2 separate regions of the Rattus norvegicus genome follow, and region 1 is linked to region 2. Evidence: chromatin contacts called from public Hi-C data. All regions are on one chromosome and are shown on one strand. Each heading gives the region's core, a stretch centred on a gene start, on an enhancer-like site or on the middle of the called end of the contact. The rest is flanking DNA. Distances are from core to core; before and after follow the strand shown.

Region 1 (4,129 bases), core at 765-3,264, 240 kb before region 2:
TTCCAAAGCCCTATGGACGAGTCTATACCGTCCGCCACCATCCAGACCTGAAACCAGAAGACAGAGTGGATTAAGAATTACCCTTCTGCTTTCCGAAGAGGACGTCATCAAGGGTCAGGACCAAATCTTAACCAAGACGCCATATGCAGCTGTAAATACTGCTAAACCTCTTGGCTCTGTAGAAATTAGATCTTAGTACACAAAGGTTCCAAGAGAAAGGATTGTGACCCGAAAGAGATCACCTTCCCCCTTTGGACTTCACTATTCATGGCACGCGCGCACACACACACACACACACACACACACACACACACACACACACACAGAAGAAATTCCACCATAGGGGTTTAAAATTCTGAAGTTCCAAGGAACAAAAACTCTGGGTGAGGAAAGGTACATGGAGTATGCACTTTAAAAGACTCACATTTCAGTACCTAGCTAATAAGGAAAAACAAGGTAAGTCTTGCCTGGTAGCACTGCTCTGTGATTCCAGCCCCCTGGAAATAACTCGGGAGGCTCAGGAATTAAAGCTCCCACCCAATAAGTTTGAGACCAATGTAGGTAACATGAGGCTCTGTCCCAAAACACGAAAACAAAGATGTCTGGAGAGATGGCTTAACAGTTGAGAGCATTTACAGCTCTTGCAAGAGGACGGGAGTTCAGTCCCCAGCACCCACGCTAGAAGACTCACAAGAACCGGTAACTCCAGCTTCAGGAAATCCAACATCTTCCTCACCAGCACTCCTAGCACAGACTCACATACTTTTAAAAATAAATCTTTAAAGAACAAAAAATAGGGGGGAAATGTCCAACTGGAGACAACGAAGAAACAGTAGAGCTACTGGGGAGACAAGAATGAACCTGGGAGCCCACAGGCAACTTTCGTCTACACAGAAGGATCAGAACATGCAAAGTCATTCATTCCATGTCAAAATGCTGTATCAAGTGCTTCAAGGCAGAGGCAACTAAAAACACAAGAGTGGCCAAAATGTATGTTCCCAGGCTCACCATGCCACTAGATGTCCCTTCTTGCCTGGACCAAGAATAGATAATAAACTGGGGTCCTGTGCAGACATGTGCAAAACATGCTGAAACAGGAAACCCAAGCATGCATAATCGCCTGGTCTCTCAGCCCCACGTCAGGGCTGATACCGGGTGGATGTGAGGCACATAAGCAGCTCTTAATACACTTTGAAGTTTACCACATCGTTATCCTGTGAGGCATGCGAGTCAGCTTACAGAATGGCCAAATTACAAACCTACAGGAGGCAGAATGGGCAAGAGTTGTGTCCTGTCTCCTAACACTTAAACCAGCCTCGCTTGTCTCACACCCTGATGTCTGCAAAGCCCTTCCGTCTGGACTGTAAAACGTATTCACTCTTGCCAATCAGTCGTGGAACCCGCCTTTAATACCAGCACTTGGGAGGCAGAGGCAGGCAGGCAGATCTCTTAAGATCTATCCCAGGTCTGGTCTACACAGTGAGTTCCAGGACTACAAAGTCTATACAAAGAAACCCTATCTGGGGTGGAAAAACAAAGCACAAAAAAACCTTATTGACCATAGCAAGAACTGTAGCCCATTCTGAAGCCATCTGCCTTAACTTGTTGTTGTTGTTGTGGCTGTTGTTGTTGTTGTGGCTGCTGCTGCTGTTGTTGTTGCTGCTGCTGTTGTTGTTGTTGTTATTTGGTTTGGGGTTTTTTTTAATGTTTGGGTTTTTGTTTGAGGCAGGGTTTCTCTATGTAGTTTTCTGGCTGTACTGAAACTCGTTACATAGACCATGCTGGCCTCAAACTCACTGCCTCCCTAGTGCTCCTAAAGGCAGGAGCCAGTACATATGGCAAAATGTGTAGCTCAGGCTAGCCTCAAACTCATGATGCTCTTGCCTCTGCCTTCTTCACGCAAATCCTACCATCCGAATGGGCTGTGTTAACTTCTAAGTCCAAGAAGCTCCTTCATCTCGTCTAAGACAAAACAAAACTTGGGCACTAAAATTGACCACTAGGGGTCAGAGTAGCCCCGGGTTCGCAGAGCAAAGACTAGCGATCTCGGGAGGAGATCGTTCTATTTCTGTTATTTGATTTACCGGGCACCAAGTTAATCCTGCCAAATTCCATTTCACACACCAATTTCCACACAAAACTTGCATTTGTCAACCTCATTATCAAAGCAGTGTCTTATTCTCTCACATCTATCTACCCTCTAAACGGGAATCTCTGTGGTCTGGCACATGAAGAAATATCTTTAACCCATGCACAGGAAGAGTCTGTCTCACGAGGAGGGCGTCTTTGCCAGCCCTCCCGTGTGGACTGCACTTCTATTTTCTTCTACTTCCCTTTTTTCTCTAGAGATGACACGCCCATCCTCCAAGTGCACCTTAGTCTCCACCTCCCATAGATCCTTCTAGAAGCGAAGATGCCCGGTAATCTCTACCTCCCAACACCCCCCTAGAAGAGTCACTGTGGACCCTCGCCTTTCATACTTTGCTTATTTCATTCCTTGATCTATGAGTATGTGTTTGTTTGGTTTGTTTTCCTCTCATGGCTAATCGAGAAGTTCATTGCGCTGTGATTTAACACTCCCGCCTCCCGTTTTTCTTAACATTTTGCCAAAATACTCCAAAGATCCCTCCCTGGGATGAGTGAACAGGGGGATGGAACTCACGTTGGCAATGGTGGAGACAAACAGCATAATGGCAGTGGCGATGTGGACCACGAAGAGACCGGCCAGTAGCACCAACATCTTGGCTTCTTTTTTGTAACTCCTGAGTAGAGAATTCTGCAAACAAAAGACAGGGGAGAGAGAAAGGTGACTGTCACAGTCGGTAAGACACATCCCACCTTCTCATTTCGTGGGCTCTCTGTTGACGCAAGAAAGTGTGACCGTTTTTAAAATTCAAAATTACATCAAAATTTTCTAAAACCTGCTTTTCGCCTACCTGATTGATATACATGCCTGCTCAACTGTGTATAGACATGTACTTCCGTTTTTATAGACACGTACTTCCGTTTTTATAGACATGTACTTCCAGACTCATCTCTTTAATATAATGAATATTATATTAATAAAATGAGAATAATTAAAGAATATAATATTCATTATATTAAGAAGAGCATGGTATGCTTTATAACAGCTGCCAATGTTTTGTTTGTGATTGACAGGTCAAAACTGTAGGGCCTTGAGTTGTGGTAAGGATTTTGTCACCTCCAGAACTCTGCAGCAGCAGCAGCAGCAGCAGCAGCAGCAGCACACACAATTTCAGTTTGCATGAGGAGAGCATCGGTGCTGCAGCAAAATGCTCACCCAGCAGATTGAATAGAAACAATGGGTTCCGCAGAACAAGGCACTATTACTCAATGGCCGTAGAGCAAATTGGCTACTAATTTGATCCCGGATGAGACGTAAAATAGGAGAGATACAACTTCTGTTATTACAATGCTCTTTGGCATCCAGTAGTATGACAACCTAATTACTGTGTAATGGTCTGATCACTTACTGATTTAGCATTCCAGACTAATATTCGCAACACCTGAGCCTTTGGCCCTGCATGCCTCTTGGTGGGAATGCTGTTATGGGTCTAGAGCGATGTTAGATTTCCTGCGGCTCAACATGACAGCTCTGGGGCTACAGAAGTGTAAGGCTTGAGATAACACCAGATGTGCTTTTTTTGCTGGCGTGTGGTGTTTATGCGACTTCAGTCACTCAGGACCCATCCCCGAAGACAAACAGAGGCATAAATCACCCTTCGGAAGAGCAGGAACTAATATAAATTAACAACGTGCATGGATAAACAAAAGTCCTCAACCATAATTTCAACAGAGACCACTAATCGTAAAACCTAGAAGCTAAAGGAAACGTGAGAGGCGCCCGTGGGGGAGCCGTGCGTAACCTCTGTGTCACACCTGTGACAGTTAGACGCAGAGCCAGCTCAGAGAGACATCAAAAGGAAAGGACCCGGGGTTATTCACCCTCTAGGCAGGGAGTGTGTGAGGATGCAGCAACCTTAGAGGAGAGGCTGTGTGCATCCTGCAATTGCTTGCTTCCCCGTCTCTCTCCACCTGATTTAATTGATGCTTTGGTTGTGCTTAAGCCACTTTCAAGCTACGCTAGGCATTTATTAGAACAGCGATA
Region 2 (4,304 bases), core at 1,052-3,551:
CATGAGCCAGGTGCACATAAGCACCTGAAGGCACACATACAAACATATAAAATGGTGCCACCATACCTCCAGGGACATTGCATGTCTAATTACATGTATTTACTGCCTGAAATATTTGTTGCTCATTTTTAAAAAATTGCCACGCAAGAGAAATGAGATCCATGGCCCTCTAACTAACGCCTGCTTCCCTCTACACTCTGGTGTCTTCAGGAGTCGGCATGGGAATGACAGTCCCTATCTCTTTTGCCGTGTTTCCCAACGAAGATGGCTCCCTGCAGAAGAAGCTGAAAGTCTGGTTCCGGATTCCGAACCAATTTCAAGGCAGCCCGCCAACGCCCAGTGACCAGAGCGTGAAAATCGAGGAGCGGGAGGGCATCACTGTCTATTCTACGTAAGGAGACAGTTCTTAGCATGTGCTGGTCTCAGCCACGCCTAGGATCTTCTCGGTGAATGTTGACATTGGCTTTTCACCATGGCTTAATTCAGTGAAGAAACGCTGAGTCTCAGCAGTAACTCACTTCTGTTTCTTCAGGCTGTAGGGCACATGACTTTGTGGTTTGTCTGGATAAATGCCCTGGCCTGTAGCCATATTGATATGTAGAAAGAGTCACCTTGACTTAAGCTCTAGATGAACGCCTGCATTAGCCACAGCAGGGTCTTAGAAAAATCACAGGCTCTGTGTGTGTGTGTGTGTGTGTGTGTGTGTGTGTGTGTGTGTGTGTGTAAATATACATGTCAGTACTAAATATGTCAATAATGTATATGTCAATATTGACAAGAGTGTGTGTGTTTGTATGTAAAATATACGTCAGTACTATATATGACAATAATGTATATATCTATAATATTGACAAGAGTGTGTGTATAATATATGTTAATACTATATATGTCAATGATAATATTGACAATGTATGTCAGTACTATATATGTCAATAATATTGACGTGTGTGTGTGTGTGTGTGTGTGTGTGTGTGTGTGTGTGTTAGTTTGGGGCCGTGGACACATAGGGGTATGATAACTGGGGAATAGAGGATTTACACACCAGACTTCCTTTGATAAAGAAGGGTAGAGGGCGTTTGTCAGAGCTGAACAGCCAGCCGCCTGCTTGTTCCTGGCCTGTGGTCCTTTGAGCAAAGGACACACACCGGCCCTCCTGTCCTCTGTTTCCGTGTCAGGCCTTCTTCACACTCACATTCCTTCTCTACAGAGAGCGGTAGGTGCAAACTGTTGCCTGCTCTTGCTTGCTTTGTCAGGCCTTGTTTTCTTGTGCTGGGAATTAAACCCAGCGCCCTGTGCATACTGAGCTTGTTTTCTACTGCTTGTTTGCGTACCAAACGCTATCCATGGAACTCTATCCATGGAGCTCTGTGGGGCTCTGGCCCAGCTGGGGTAGCCAAAGAGTTACATTCTCCAAAAGAGACAGAGGAGTGGGATTGAGGCCCGGCTAGCTAAGCCAGCTGGCGTGGGCAGCTGGGAGCTGAGGCCCGGAAGTGACCTCAAGCAGCTTCAGGAGAGAACGCTCTTCCCCAAAAGGTGTTACAGCTCTTAAATGACAGAAGCTCTCAGACAAACCTTGATGAAGCAATTCTCACACCTTTATTCCTTCTGGATATACACACACACACACACACACACACACACACACACACACACACACATATATATATATGGGATGGGGTCTGACAGTGAATGCTTTCTATCGGCTTGGTCTGAGATGTTAGGGATGCCTCAGCTGTCTGTGGAAGGGCTGGGGACACCATGGTCTGGTGACCCCTGTTTCAGTTGGGAGTAGTGAAACGCCTCCTGTCCTCAGGTATGAGGTGCAGGGCTTTCTGACCCCGCTCAGCCTGACCAAGTTTCCTGGCACGGCCCACAGCGCCATGTTCTACCACCAAGCTACTCCCACCCACAGCCTGGTGTACACTTTCCCCACTTTGGTTCCTAATCTGCCCTCAGAAGTCAAGTCTCTTCTGGATAATTGGTGACTCCCCGTTTGTCAAAATCCCACGGTGTAACAGGCACCTAACCAGGTACACAGAAAGACCAGAACCTTCACCAGTAGTAACCACAGGTTAGGGGTTGGGTGCTGCTCAAGCCCAATTTCATGAAAATTAACTATGTGAATGATCTTGCACCACACGGTCTCTGTGCACTGAAAACCCCCCACCCCACCCAAATGTGGCTGGGAGGCTTCTCTATTCTATTTCCTCCTGCGGGTGGGAGGGACACTTTTTCCCCCAGAGCTAGCTTAGAATCATTCCTTAGAAAGCTACTTTGATGAGAGCTTGCCTGCTGTGGGCATTCTTTGGCTGGGTGAACAGAGCCGCCCGGAGGACAGAGAGGGTACTGCTGACATGGAAGCCCCCTCCCCCAAGTCCTGTTTCTTTCTATGCCAGCCCTCATTCTGACTTCTCAGCCTCTGTGCAGAGGCTTCTGAAAACTCTAAGCAGAGCCAATGTAGGTAGAATCAGGAGTAAGGCGGGTAGGTAGGTAACTGAGGCACCCAGGAGCAACGTTTAAGGAAGCACTTACTCCTACCGTCACCCAAGTGCAGGGTGAGCACTGATAGTAAGAGCCTCCTTAGATTGAACAGTCTGAGTGTCTGCTGGTCTCTCTGTCAGTCCCCGGATCCATCTTGCCCACTCTCCTTCCTGCTCTCTGAGAGGTGGCGAGTGGTAAACTTCTGTTATATAGTATGGTTCTCAGCTCGGCTGTGTAATAGCAAGATAACGCCTCAGAAATTAGTGAGCCCCTCTCTTTTGTAAAAGATGTTTTATTGGTTCTTTGTGAATTTCACATCATGCACTCCAATGCCACTCATCTCCCCTGCCCCTCATACCTGTTGCCCCTTGCAACCTCCCCCACAACAGAGGAAAAAGTCGTTGTGGAAGCCATTGTGTGTCACAGTATGTCCTACGGTATTACCTTTTGTCCACAATTCTTTGCTTGGAAATGCTCATGCATGAGTCATTGGTCTGGCATGAGGCCTCTGACTACTCACTGGGGCTCCTCTTAGATATCTTGTTGTTGCCCTGTGTCATGGAGATCCTGTAGTTTTGGATGTGTAGGACCCTTCGTGATCTCCAGCAGTTCATCAATGGGGTAGATGTTGAGTAGGCCAATTCAAAGCCCTGGATCTGGGCCTGAGAGGTATCAGAGCTTGTCAGCTCACCAGCTCTCACATTCTCTACCCTGGGGCCTGCTTACCAGCCATTCCCTCTACCAGGGCCTGCTCTGCCCTGCTGCCCAGCTGAGGCACAGGGCCTGCTGTCCTCCGTATTGCAGCTGGTGAGGGACATGACCAGTTCTCCCCGTCTTGTGACCCTAGAGCTAGCTTCCCTGCCTGCCTTAGACAGTGAGAAGGAGGGTGTCTCTCCCTCATCTGCACTGTCGCCCACTAGACAATAGGCAGGGCTGATTCTCCCACACTCCAGGGCCAGCTCACCCACAACTCCCACATAAAGAGCTAACTCTTCTGTGCTGCCCAGGCAAGGTGCAGAGCCTGTTCTCCCAGGTACTGTAACAGGTACCGTGCCTCTGGCAAGGGCAAGGTGGGGGTCAGCTCTCTCACACTCACACTCTCAGGGCCAGCGTGCCCACATCCACACCACCAGGGTCAGCTCTACTGTGCTGCCCGGGTGAGGTACAGGGCTTGCTCCCCCAAGTCCTGCAGCTGGTGAGGGGCAGGGCCAACTCTCCTCCTCTCATGGCCCTAGAGCCGGCTCTCCTGCATGCCATAGGTGGTGAGGGGGAAGGGGAGAGGAGGATGTCTCTCCCTCATCCGTGCCACTGCATGGGAGATGAGTGGTCATGTTAGGTCTCCAGACACTTGTTTGTATCCTCAGGGGTGGCTCCTAGGCAACCCCCGCAATGTGCAGGGGCTGCTTTCTGGAGTATGCAGCTGTCTAGGGGTGGGGTCAGCTCTCCTGTTCTCATGGTCCAGGGCCAGCTCTCTAATGACGACAGGTGAGGGGTGGGCCAGTTCTGCACAGCCCTCAGATATCAGCATGTCCCCAGGCCACAGCCTAGACCAGGGATGTCTGCCTGGCCTTTGGTGGTAACAGACCCCGCTGCTGCAAAACCACAGGCCTCGATGTGGACCCCAGCGGCGGCATAGGCCAGAACACCACTGTGGTCCCACGAGGCATCATCAGCTACTCATATCAGGCTGTTCCTCTCTACCCTCTGGGCTCCAGATCTCCTCTCTTCATTGTGTCCACATCCTTCTGTCTCTCTTTCTCTTCCATTTCTTCACCACTTACTTGCACCTCTTAGTGGTACCCAGGGTCTTTGAGTGTCTAGAG

What was found. A called contact is a pair of places that touch in the nucleus more often than the background predicts.
Region 1: a Hi-C map of the A7r5 cell line shows a contact between it and region 2, with 6 times the contacts expected there. The contact joins two enhancer-like sites. A contact is called at or near these places in 7 of 12 Hi-C or Micro-C datasets (the A7r5 cell line, the Rat2 cell line, Schwann cells and 4 more) and 1 of 1 datasets of contacts at active chromatin or transcription factors (oligodendrocytes).

Annotation. Positions count from the first base shown.
Region 1 is chr4:169,957,041-169,961,169 of GRCr8, reverse strand. It overlaps Emp1 (epithelial membrane protein 1), which reads right to left. Exons shown (of 5, transcript NM_012843.2): 2 at 2,663-2,776; 3 at 1-47. The coding sequence starts at 2,740. Among named protein-coding and RNA genes, the nearest start is that of Emp1, 15 kb to the right of the region's middle. Within about 2 kb of position 2,014, at least 5 of the 93 cell types and tissues checked have an H3K27ac peak or open chromatin away from gene starts, as enhancers often do. A contact at or near this core is called in the A7r5 cell line, where this site is marked.
Region 2 is chr4:169,718,723-169,723,026 of GRCr8, reverse strand. It overlaps Hebp1 (heme binding protein 1), which reads left to right. Exons shown (of 4, transcript NM_001398876.1): 3 at 211-391. Among named protein-coding and RNA genes, the nearest start is that of Hebp1, 14 kb to the left of the region's middle. Within about 2 kb of position 2,301, at least 12 of the 93 cell types and tissues checked have an H3K27ac peak or open chromatin away from gene starts, as enhancers often do. A contact at or near this core is called in the A7r5 cell line, where this site is marked.